Regions from separate parts of the Gossypium hirsutum genome. Here all the other regions are linked to region 2. A link is a contact called in public Hi-C data. All regions are on one chromosome and are shown on one strand. Each heading gives the region's core, a stretch centred on a gene start, on an enhancer-like site or on the middle of the called end of the contact. The rest is flanking DNA. Distances are from core to core; before and after follow the strand shown. Region 1 holds the start of LOC121203592 (transcription factor MYB34). Region 2 holds the start of LOC107886148 (photosynthetic NDH subunit of subcomplex B 4, chloroplastic). Region 3 holds the start of LOC107886143 (malate dehydrogenase, chloroplastic). Region 4 holds the start of LOC107897682 (geranylgeranyl diphosphate reductase, chloroplastic).

Region 1 (2,974 bases), core at 5-2,504, 220 kb before region 2:
GATTCGAGTCCTCGTATTATGAGTTTGGAAAATCATAAAAAATTTTAAATATATTATTAGGGGATTAAATTTATATGTTTAAATTATTAATGATTCTATTTTCAAGAGAATAAAATAGAAACATTATCTAAACCCCGTACTAAGAGATAATTAATTTTTAGTAAAGAAAGGTCGAAGCTGTCAAGTAGCAGAATAGGGGCAAATTTGAAGAATTTAATTTACTGGTTGGATAAAGTAAAAATTCTGAAATTTTTATGGTAAAAATATATTTGAGTCTAGTTTCAAAAACATCAAGCGAATCTTAATTTCGAAATCTTTAGCTCAAGATATAAATAATTTAGTGACTATGACACAAGTGGACAACTTTGATATGAACACATAAGTAAATAGTTGAATTATAGTTAATGTTACGTATAAACATGTCATGCTAAAAACTAAATATCCTAATATATATACATAAAGGATGAGGAGGAAAAAATAGTAGATGAATTTAAAATGTTACAAAATGGTTATAAGTGATGGAATGATTAATACATGTGAGAATGTTTAAATGAATTGATAAAATAATAAATGAATAATTGTTAATTGATTTGATTTTGGAATATTGGCTAAAATTTTATGAATAATTAAATTAATTGGAACAATTTAGAAATAAATATGAAATATACATAAAATGAGTAAACTACTTTAAAAGTGCAAGTCCTCCAATGGACTTATTTGTAAAACTTTAATAATTGTGTTATTTTTATAAATTTTGTTATATTTGATTGAATATCATATATGTTTTAATGAGATCCTTTAACTCATAAATAGTTATTTCATAAATTCAATTGTTACTAAAATGAGTAAAACGGTCTTCAATAATCAAATAATAAGATAAATCAATCTGAAATTTCTATAATTACTTTGACAAAGAATATGATATTTTGATACCTTAACCTAACAATCGGATCGAATATTGAGGTATTACATTCTAAACAGACAAACTCTTAAAATAATTCTTTATCTTAAATCATCACCAATGGTAATAAAGAAACAGTAACAATTTTAAGTTCTAGATTTTAATGAGTTCTTTGAGAATTATTTTAATTTAAGTTAGATGTATTTTGCTTCTTAATCTAGTTATTCATTGTATTGATTAATTGCAATTATATCTATTTCAACAGTGTGAATGCAATTATAATTTTTTTAAAAATAAACTCTTAGCTTAAGTTATTAGAAAAATCAAACAAGGATTGCCCAAATTTAAATTAAATATGATTTTATTTTAGAGTCTAATTTAATGATATATATAATATAAATTATTGATTTAATTCGATTTACAAAATTATATATATTTAACATCTAATTTTTTAAATATAAATAAAAAATAGTTTAAAAATATTATATTAATTAAGTTTAATAACTTATTTTAATGGTCATATTTTCCATGAAATTTTAATAATCATATTTAATATATTTTAAATATAAATATAAAAATATAAAAAAATAAATTAATTTAAAAAATAAAAAAATTTATATCAATAATCGGCATGAAAGCATAATAATTAGTATTGCCTGATACAGCTGATTCTATCAATACCAAAATCGAAGAAAGTATATTACTAGTAATTTTGTTAGGAGTACAACTACAATATAAAAAATTATTACATTCGAATCACTAATATAAAATTTTCTAAACTAGAATAATTTTATACAAAAACGATGAAATTTAAATTAAAATAAATATGGATAGAATTTTACGAAAAACAAAAATCAATCTTAGACACTTACGAATTTTAAGCCTCAACCTTTGTTAATTATTCCAATACTTAATTCTGTGATATGTAGAACGTAAATTCTCCTTCCTCCCTATAGTCTGCTACCCTAGCACGTCTCTGTCTGCTTTCTCTGGCAGAATTTAGGTTTTTTTGTTCTTTCAGTCTTTGTTCAAATCAAACGGCATGATTTGCTTTTTGATTCTCTGATTAGTATTTTGGTATACTCATTCGTAATTGGTAGGAAATTGTTAGGAAAATATGGAGGTAGAATTTGCTGGATTAACAATTAATGAGGAGGAAGATGAGATCTTGCAACTTCAAGTTGAGCAAACTGCAGAAAGGATGATGGGAGTATCTACGTTAGTGGGTTGTTTTTTGACAGCTAGTACAATCCACTTTAAGCAATGAAAAATACCATGGGCAATCTGTGGCATCCGGTAAGGGGTGTTCAAATTCGAGATTTAGGAGAAAAAAAGGTATTTGTTTCAGTTTTTTCATGTTATGGATATGGAAAGGGTGTTAAAGGGTTCTCCTTGGACTTTCAATAATCATTTATTGTTATTATATCAATTGCAGTGGGGAGAAGATCCCCTAAAAGTCCCTCTTATTTATTCTCCCTTTTGGGTTCAAATTAATAATATCCCTATTGGCTTCTATTCTGAGAACCTGGCAGCACAAATTCGAAACTTTATAGGGGTCTTCATGGAGTATGATGGCTCTAGTTTGGGGAAGGAGAACCGTAACTATATGCGTATAAGAGTCCAAGTTGACATTCGGCGTTCTTTGAAAAGAAAGAAGAGGCTTATGTTTAATGGACAATGCTTATATGTTCATTTTAGGTATGAACGTTTATCACTTTTTTGCTTTTTTTTTGCGGTAAATTAGGACATAGTGATTCTTTCTGTGAAGCAAAAATGTCGTTGGGAGTGGAAATTGCTGAGATAGGATGGGATTTATCTTTAAGAGCTCAATCTCAAAGAGCTTTGGCTATGAAAAGTGTATGGCTCCGTGAGGAAGGAGAAGGGGATTGGGGAAGAAATCGTGTGGGATGTCAAAGATCTGGGAGTACTTTAGAGGCTGCTGGAAACTCGACAGAAAATAGGAAGAACATAGATCCTGTATTAGGATTCAATTTGGAAGGAAGTTTGTCGAAGTCTTATCAAGTAGGCGACAGTTCCAACCCGATTTATTTGCCCATTGCTATGGATCATGAC
Region 2 (2,948 bases), core at 70-2,569:
GTTAACAAAATACCAAGTTGTCGTGAAATTATTTATAACAACATGAACATGGGCTTAGTAATTCTAAGTTAAGGAATGTAATTGATTTAATACATTTATGTCATATTGATTAAACTCATTTTCAGAAATCGTGTATTGGAACATTTTTACTTTTTATTTGTCTTAGTTAATTTTTAGTTTTATAAAAACTTCTTCAAATCAATATATTTTTCTTTCACCAAATTGCTTAAAGTTGTATTTCATAAATATTTTCTTTCACAGTCCTTATGGGTATGATAACTCGACATTTACTTGTCACTTTATTACTTGTTAGTGATTGTGTACACTTGCAAAATTTCGTCGTTCTAGCTATTCATACATTGGCGAATCTAGCTCCTACACAACTACATGCTCACCAAGACTGTGAGCTCACCATATTTGCCAGCTTATCAATAGTGCGAACTGCGAGGTCATCAAAACTGCGAGCTCACCAAATATGCGAGCTCACCAAGCTTGAAAGCTCTCCAAGTTTCAAGATTTATCAAGTTGTAGTATTTTATTATTATATTCAGCTTATTTAAGCGTAGATGTTTATGTAAATTAATATGTTGAAATGAAAAATAAAAAAATTATAATCCAAACACTTCTCTATTTTATTGTATCGCTTTCTGTTTCAATCTTTCCTTCATCAAATATCCAACATACACAACAAACAAATAATCGAATAAAAACAAGATTAATCAAAAGAAGTGGTCGGTTGGAGTCTTGGACAGATAACCTACACCTTAATATGTTTGTTGCTTTTTTCCTATTTTTCGTCCCTACCTAAAAACTAGGATTGATTTGCAGCAGGTAAACATTTGGCAGTTTTGATTTTCCTTTGAGTTCACATGAAAATATTCCAAGAAATATTAGGGTTAATATTATTTTGGGTTTGAATTTCACAAAATGTTTTTATGTTGAGTTTGAAATTTTTTAATTTAGATTAATGTTTTATATTTTTGGAAAAAAGGCCATGTTCTAATGTGAGACAATTATTAAATTTCAAGTTAAATTTAGATAAAAAAAGTATTTCAATTTTAGTGTGGGATAATTGTTAAGTTAAAGTCTAAAAATTAGATTATGATGAACTATTATTGTTTTAGTTAAGATTGCATGTAATTGAGAAAGAATTGCAAAGGTTAAAACACGACATAAAATATAATATGATATTAGAAAAATAATACAAATTGAGTTGTTCTCATATTTTATCACTACTGTTGATTAAATATATATTTTTCAAAACCATTATTTTATAATAAATTTAATAATAAAAGTGACCCACTAATCGGATCAGGCCGAGATTTGACATGATTTTTTTTTTTTTTAAAACGGATCGTGACCCGACCGGGCCGAGTAAGAATGGATGCAAATGAGTGCCTTATCTACTTAACCCTTCACTCACATAACTAAAGTACCAAAAATCCATAACTTTTGGAGGAAAAAAAAGAAAAAAGAACTACCACATTCTACAAGCCAAATATGAGCTTCACCATTTTAAAACCATGGATTCACTGTAGTTATCTTCAACCTACCAAATTCGGCAACTACCCATTTTCAAGCAGCACCAGGCTTTTCAACAATGGCTGCCAGCAGGTAAGTAGTTTGGTGAGTGATTTGATTTGCAGGGATGTTACTGCAGTACCAGCTTGAAATTTGTGATGTATATACATATAGATTGATGAAGGCAACAAGAGTAAAAGAAGGGGAGCTTTTGTTAAAGTTAATGCTCTACCAGATTGGCCTCTAATGGCAGTTTTAGTTCATCATGTTCAACAACTTGATGCCCAAAGAGAAATTATAACCAATAAATCTATTTGGCATCTTAGTGATGAAGCCATTAAAAAAGTTTGTAAGTGTTTTTCCATCAATTCATTCATTCATTCAAATTGGTCAACGATTTACGTATTGAAGCTATATGATGAAATGCTGAAGAATTTTCCTTTGGTCCTTTTTTGCTTTGTAGATGCTTTCTACATTATGTTCACTTGCTGGGGATGTTTGTTTTTTGGGTCCACCAAGGTATAATCATATGTCCATTGATTTTGTTCGCTATAATTGATATATAATGGGTGGCTTTCTTTTGATTTGAGCTTTGAAGTATCTGATTTAGAACATTCATTGTATAGGATCCATACTATGATTCTGAAGTATACAGGAAAGATGGAGGTGATGGTACTGGACATTGGGTTTATGAGAAGGTTAATTACATCCCTTAATTTCCTCATCTATATCATATCTATACTGTTATTTAAGATTTTAACTAAGTTGTTGTCACGAGTAAATCAGTAACTAATTCGATTAAAGAATTACAAGAATATCTTTCTATAATTAAAATAAATTATATTATTCGAAGGTATTTTAATCTTTTAATTAAAAAACCAATCAAAATATACATATAATAAAACTAGAACCCCTGTAAATTGTATTGATAAAATTTAAATTAACCAATTAACTAAAGCTTTGTTTTAATAACTTTTATACATTTTCATTTTAATACCCATATTTTATTACCTCCATCAATTGTATATATACACTATATAAGGTACAATCAACTCATTTGTAAAATTACTAAATTATCATTATTTTAAAAAATAACAAATGTTATTCTAAGGATTTTTTTGGTCTCTTGATACTTTTATAATATTCCAAATGAAATAACTGTAAAATATTGTTTGTGAAATGAACACAAGCTCAACAAATTTAAATAAATATCTCTTATCACTCCATTAATTATTTATTAAAATAAATTTATAAATATACTTTTTAATATTTGATATTTGCAGTCACAACATTGTGGATGTGATAAATTATAGTATTATTGATTGGTTGCGGAAAAAAAGAAGCCTCGGTTGGGGAATAAGGGAAGGATGTACATGCATGAACCCACCAATTGAATTGAATTAAGCGCCGGATTCATTTCTTTGACA
Region 3 (2,926 bases), core at 262-2,761, 250 kb after region 2:
TTTTCGAAATTAAGCAAGCAAACGCTAAAATTATTTCACCAAATTTTCCATGCACTAATATAAACTTTATTATAAGTCTAAAATATTAATAAAATACTTTCTCTAACTTTGGATTTGTGGTCCCAAAACCACTGTTCTGACTAGGCCCAAAATCGAGCTGTTACAATAACCATTTTATTAATTTTAATATTATTTTAATTACCTTGTTAATGTCAAAAATTAAAATAATATATAAAAAATATTTTTATTAAGTTTTGTCTTCAAATTTTTTGAAATTGAATAGCAAAACACAACAAAAAAAAATAATTTTAGCCAGAAAATTCAATCAAATAAAAGTAAAAAGACAAAAATCAATGTAAAGTAAAAACATAGCGGTAAATTTACTTTTAATTCATACATATCAATGAAAGTAAAATATTACGTCTAAAGTAGTGGCAAATTAACATAATAACCTTTTAAATTATTAAAATATTAATTTTACAAAAAAAATTATGTAAATGTGTAAAATTAACTTATTTTTTACGATGAATCCTCCAAATTTAATATGTTTTACTATATGTTTTCAATAAATAAAAAAGAGGAAACCATAAGAAATTATTATTACAAGTTGTCGAATAAAATGAACAAAATAAAAAGTAACCAAAATATCTAGCAAAAAAGAAAATGCTTTATTAGTAAATTGTTCCCTGAATTATACTTTAATTTTTAGTTAATTATACCAAACATCCCAAGTTATGATTCTTATTTTAAATTAATCCCTAAACTTTAAAACACCCTAATTACTTCCTAAACTATTGATGTTATATTAGTAAGATCCTTTCGTTATTAAAATTGTCATTTTAACCGTTAAATAGACTCATCTGTCATAATTTAAAATAAAAATGAATATTGCAAAAATCTTGGATTTGAGATTTTTAAAATTTTTAAAGAAACTTTTTCCTTCACTCTCTCTTTCTTCAATTTTATTTTATTTTAGTTTTTAATTTTAAAAGTTGTGAGACAATATTTTATTTTTTTAAAAAAATTATTTTAAATTGTCATATAAGATTTAATGTTTTATTTAATGGTTAAATTAGCGATATTAATAATGAAATGACTTGATTGATATAACACCGATAGTTGAGCATGTAATTAGAATGTTTTAAACCTTAGAGATCAATTTAAAATGAGGGTCATAATTTAGGGATGTTTAGTGTAATTAATTCTTAATTTTTACATTAAATTTTAGAAGTTTTTTTCGGTAAATTAATTAGTAGTCATCTAATTATGTTTTTTTTTTGGTTGCTCAAATTATCTTGAGTTTATCGGAGTTTTTGTTTTTATGTTAGTCAAACTAAAAAATATATAAAATTAAATAGTTAAGTAATTATTTTATAATTTTTTATATTTAGGTGATAAAAGAATTTATTAATAATTAGATCATCATTTTATAATTTTTTATAATTTAGTAAAAAAATCATTAATACGTCACCTCTATTATTTATTTATCATTTCTGTGAAAAGGAAAAACAAAATACTTTGATTAAAGAGAAAAAAAAAGGAAAAAAGGAAAGAAAGAGGAATTAAAAAGGGTCGGAAAAGGCAAGCAAATCTTAGCTGTAGAAAGTAGAAACCATCCATTCAACCATCGGCCACAATTTCTTCTTGGCAAGCCAACAAAAACTTGAAATAATCTAAAACAAAATCAAACACTTTTTGGTAGATTCTTTCCAGGTAGCGGCGGTGTATTCGGTACACACTCAAAAATATAATTGTAACTCCAGGCCAGAAAGAGTAGGTGAAAGTCCAAAATTTTGGTGCCTTGTTCGAAGTTTATTGGTCCAGTTTCTCCTATAAATACCAAAAGCCGAATTAAAAAGCCTATTTTTTTTCTTACATATCACTTTGCTTCCCTTAAGTTAAGCGTGCTCTCTCTCCATCTCTCTCTCTCCCCCCCATTTCAGATCTCAAAGGTTTGTTTCCTTTTCTTAACTAGTTTCTGATCTTTATTTCCAGTTGTAATTCTTGAATTCTAAGCTATGGGGTTTGTTTCTTTGTCCAAATATAATTTGGGTTTTGTTTATTAATCCGAACCATTATCTGGGTTTGCTCTGTTTGCTTGTCTCTGATAGTCATTTTATTGCTTTCTTCTAAGATGCAATATTGATTAGATCTATACTATCGGTTTCTTTATTTCATTGACATTTCTTTCATTTTTTCGAGCTTGGAATTTGGAAACATAGTGTTCTGGTTGGGTATCTCTTGAAATGTTGGGCATTGTGTTTCTGGATTTTTCTTATGTTGCCTTGAGTTAAATGTTTGGGAGAAGAGATGAACTCATCTTTTGATGCTTTGGAGGAATTGTTTGAAGATAAACCCGGTTATTATTTTCAATGATTTGTGAAAAGGGGTTCCTGAATATTGAAATTCCTGAAATCAACATTCAATTTGGGGATTATCCATAAGGGATATTTGATGCCGTTCACATGATTATTTATTTCAAGTTTGTGAAACTAATGTTGAGAATGTGATTAATGGAAGGAATATGGTAACTCACACCAAGTTAACCAGATATGGCGTCCAATTTTAAATAGAAGAAACCTGATTTGCCTTTTTGAATAAAATTGTAATTTGTTATTGACTAGACGTGTGCTTTGAAAGAAGTGGGATCTCGGCATTTTTCTATTCGGTTATAGGAGCTAATTTTCTGACCAGGATTTTGTATAATGAATACAAAATTGATACGTTTGGTTTCATAGAATAAGTCCCTTGCTATTGTTTTCTGGCTATGATTGAAAGGATTGATAGATCTATCGGTTCCTTTTGCTTTTAGTTCTTTTTAATGTTCGTTCATTATTATTAAGATAGAAATAGATGCTTGCTTTGATGGTTTCTATATTTTTGGATGCAAGCATGTCTTGGAACCACAATTCATGTTTATTTCTTT
Region 4 (2,849 bases), core at 59-2,558, 210 kb after region 2:
ATTAAATTAATTAGTTCTTATAAATGCATGCATTAAGTATGAAAATTAAATATATTTCCTCATAGATTTTTTTACGATAAAACCGTCATGGTTAGTAGTAATGACTTTAACTGGATTAGAATGAGGTTGAGAAAATTATTTAATTGGAAAACTAATTTAGTTAATTTGATTAATGAAATTAATTAAATAAAATAATATTTATTTTGAGAAATAATAAATAAATATTGGGTTGGATTAAATTATCAAGTGTTAGAGTAGGAGAGTATTTTCTATTAAATAAACATTATTTGTGCTATTTTTATTTAACTAGGATTCTTCTATTTCTCCTTATAAATAAATATTATTTACTACCTTTAGAGGGCTTTCATATTCTGGTGAAAGCACATCTTATAGAACGCGTTTTTGTCCTATCCTAATGCCACGTCACCTGAAAATGTGTCATATAGGTTGCGTTTTTGCCTTTTCTTTCCAAAATCGACTTATTATTCTAATTTTTTTTTATTAAAATGACCTAAATCCCTAATTTTGTTTTAAGTTTAACATATATCCCTAATTTTCCCACGTATGTTTGGCTTCTTAATTTTACAAGATTTACTAAAATCAAATAAATAAGTTTGGAAAAGTGCTTTAATTAAATCTAAATTTAATAATTTTAAAAACAATATAAAACTAAGATACAAACAATTTATTAAATTTTAAAAAATTAATATATTATAATGTATAAAAATATATAAAATAAATAGATTCACATATATTTAAACTGTTTGACAATATATAATTGTAGGTTAATATTTGATATATTCATCATCTATCCTTTTATGTATTGTGGATAAAATGATAACACAACGTTAAAAATTTAAGTGGTCAAATATAATCTTATAACTATTATATTTGTGATTTAAAATTTTAATCGAATTAAATATCGATTGGATCAAAAATCGATTAAGGTATTGATTCGAAAAGTAATTTTAAATAAATTAGATTATGAATTTACACATAACAGTTAAACTTATTAAAAATTCGATTAAATCAACAATTAAATAATTTAAAAAAAAATTAATTGAAAAGCATAAAACTTTAAATCCTATTTAAAAGATAATGATTTTATGATCTGAACCAGAAAAAAATAGAGTGATAAATGCCTACCAAAAATATCTTATGTTATTTTCACACTTTATATTATATTTAAAATAGAGGTGCATGCAGAAAGGTAACGGACGTATTTACCAGAAAAAGAGTGCATGACGTGGCACAAAGCTAACCATAGAATACATCGAATCTCAACTCTCAACTGCAATTTCTGCACAAAACTCGAAATCTATCTCTTAATATCCACAACCCAATCTCCACCGTCTATTTTCCAAATCCAACGGTCACTTCCTTCTCATATCCCCAACCATATCCACCTTTTTATTACAAAAACAAATACACTCCCACTGAAGATTTCATTTCCTCAGTTCTGACATTTCTCAAAAATGAGCTCCATTGCTTTCAAGCCCTTCCACGGCCTCCGCCATAGCTCCGCCGTCCACAGCCCCACTTCCACTACCACCACCCTTTCCAAACCTGCTGTCAAATTCCATGTGTCAGCCGCCAAAACTTCTCCAAAACTAAGCAACCGCAACCTCAGGGTAGCCATCATAGGGGGTGGTCCGGCAGGAGGCTCAGCCGCCGAAACTCTCGCGAAGGCTGGCATAGAAACGTTCCTAATCGAACGAAAACTGGACAACTGCAAACCTTGCGGCGGAGCCATCCCGCTTTGCATGGTGGGTGAATTTGACTTGCCTTTGGATATCATCGACCGGCGAGTCACCAAGATGAAGATGATTTCGCCCTCCAACATTGCCGTCGACATCGGGCAAACGTTGAAACCACATGAATACATTGGGATGGTGAGAAGAGAAGTACTGGACGCTTACTTGAGAGACAGAGCTAAGGAGAATGGAGCTAACGTTATAAATGGGCTGTTCTTAAAGATGGATATGCCTAAACATTGGGAAGAACCCTATGTTTTGCATTACACCGAGTATGATGGGAAGAAAGGAGCTATGGGAGCCAAAGCCACTTTGGAAGTCGATGCTGTGATTGGAGCTGATGGCGCTAACTCTCGTGTTGCTAAAGCCATTAATGCTGGCGATTATGATTACGCCATTGCATTTCAGGTACATGCATATGTAATATATATTGTTCTGAGACAGATTTCAATTTTCTTTTACAAATATTTTTACCCATTTTCGAGTTATTTGTTGTTGATTTGCTTATTTTTCCCGAGAATCCATGTATGAATAAGTAGAAATTAGGATCATAATTGAACACCCTTTCACATATAAGTTGGGGATTTAAACTTGAAATCTAACAGTAGCAAAGGCTTCTCTTTACCATTGGGATGCTTAAGTATGCTTATTAATGTAGTACTATTATTTGATGTTTGTTGGTTGAGTGTTGGTAAAGAGCTCAATGTCCCCTTAAACAAGATCTCAGGTTCTTATTCAATGCATGGTTTAGCTCAAAATATTCATTGTGGGGCTCATCCTTTTTGTGGAAGTGTTTCTTTTCCACTAAATTTATAGAAAGACAATAGTTTATAGAGTTAAATATATGCACTAAATTTATAGAAAGGAAGTAATCTATAGGGTTAACCGGTCAAGCGACGAACACTAATTGGTCCTTTTTATTTGGATATAAAAGACTGGGATCACAATCTGAAAGTAGGGGAAGGGGCTGCAGATGCTAGAGATTCTAATTTTAATATCAAACCCATGATTGTGTGCACCAAGCTTTGCCTTCGACAGGGAAGCATGTTCTCCACATTATGTCTTCGGTTTGGTTATTCATGAAATTGCGTTGTG

What was found. Hi-C and Micro-C count contacts between places; a contact is called where the count stands out from the background.
Region 1: a Hi-C map of hypocotyl shows a contact between it and region 2, with 5 times the contacts expected there. The contact joins the promoter of LOC121203592 here to the promoter of LOC107886148 in region 2. A contact is called at or near these places in 15 of 34 Hi-C or Micro-C datasets (callus, hypocotyl, leaf and 1 more).
Region 3: a Hi-C map of leaf shows a contact between it and region 2, with 2.3 times the contacts expected there. The contact joins the promoter of LOC107886143 here to the promoter of LOC107886148 in region 2. A contact is called at or near these places in 2 of 34 Hi-C or Micro-C datasets (both in leaf).
Region 4: a Hi-C map of leaf shows a contact between it and region 2, with 1.7 times the contacts expected there. The contact joins the promoter of LOC107897682 here to the promoter of LOC107886148 in region 2. A contact is called at or near these places in 3 of 34 Hi-C or Micro-C datasets (all in leaf).

Annotation. Positions count from the first base shown.
Region 1 is chrA03:18,485,242-18,488,215 of Gossypium_hirsutum_v2.1, reverse strand. LOC121203592 (transcription factor MYB34) reads right to left here and starts at 1,254. Exons shown (of 3, transcript XM_041096780.1): 1 at 1-1,254. It overlaps LOC121219118 (a long non-coding RNA gene), which reads right to left. Exons shown (of 3, transcript XR_005915840.1): 3 at 1,588-2,974.
Region 2 is chrA03:18,267,804-18,270,751 of Gossypium_hirsutum_v2.1, reverse strand. LOC107886148 (photosynthetic NDH subunit of subcomplex B 4, chloroplastic) reads left to right here and starts at 1,319. Exons shown (of 5, transcript XM_016809991.2): 1 at 1,319-1,614; 2 at 1,696-1,870; 3 at 1,985-2,040; 4 at 2,148-2,219. The coding sequence starts at 1,501.
Region 3 is chrA03:18,019,172-18,022,097 of Gossypium_hirsutum_v2.1, reverse strand. LOC107886143 (malate dehydrogenase, chloroplastic) reads left to right here and starts at 1,511. Exons shown (of 2, transcript XM_041096753.1): 1 at 1,511-1,952.
Region 4 is chrA03:18,061,179-18,064,027 of Gossypium_hirsutum_v2.1, reverse strand. LOC107897682 (geranylgeranyl diphosphate reductase, chloroplastic) reads left to right here and starts at 1,308. Exons shown (of 2, transcript XM_016823212.2): 1 at 1,308-2,162. The coding sequence starts at 1,476.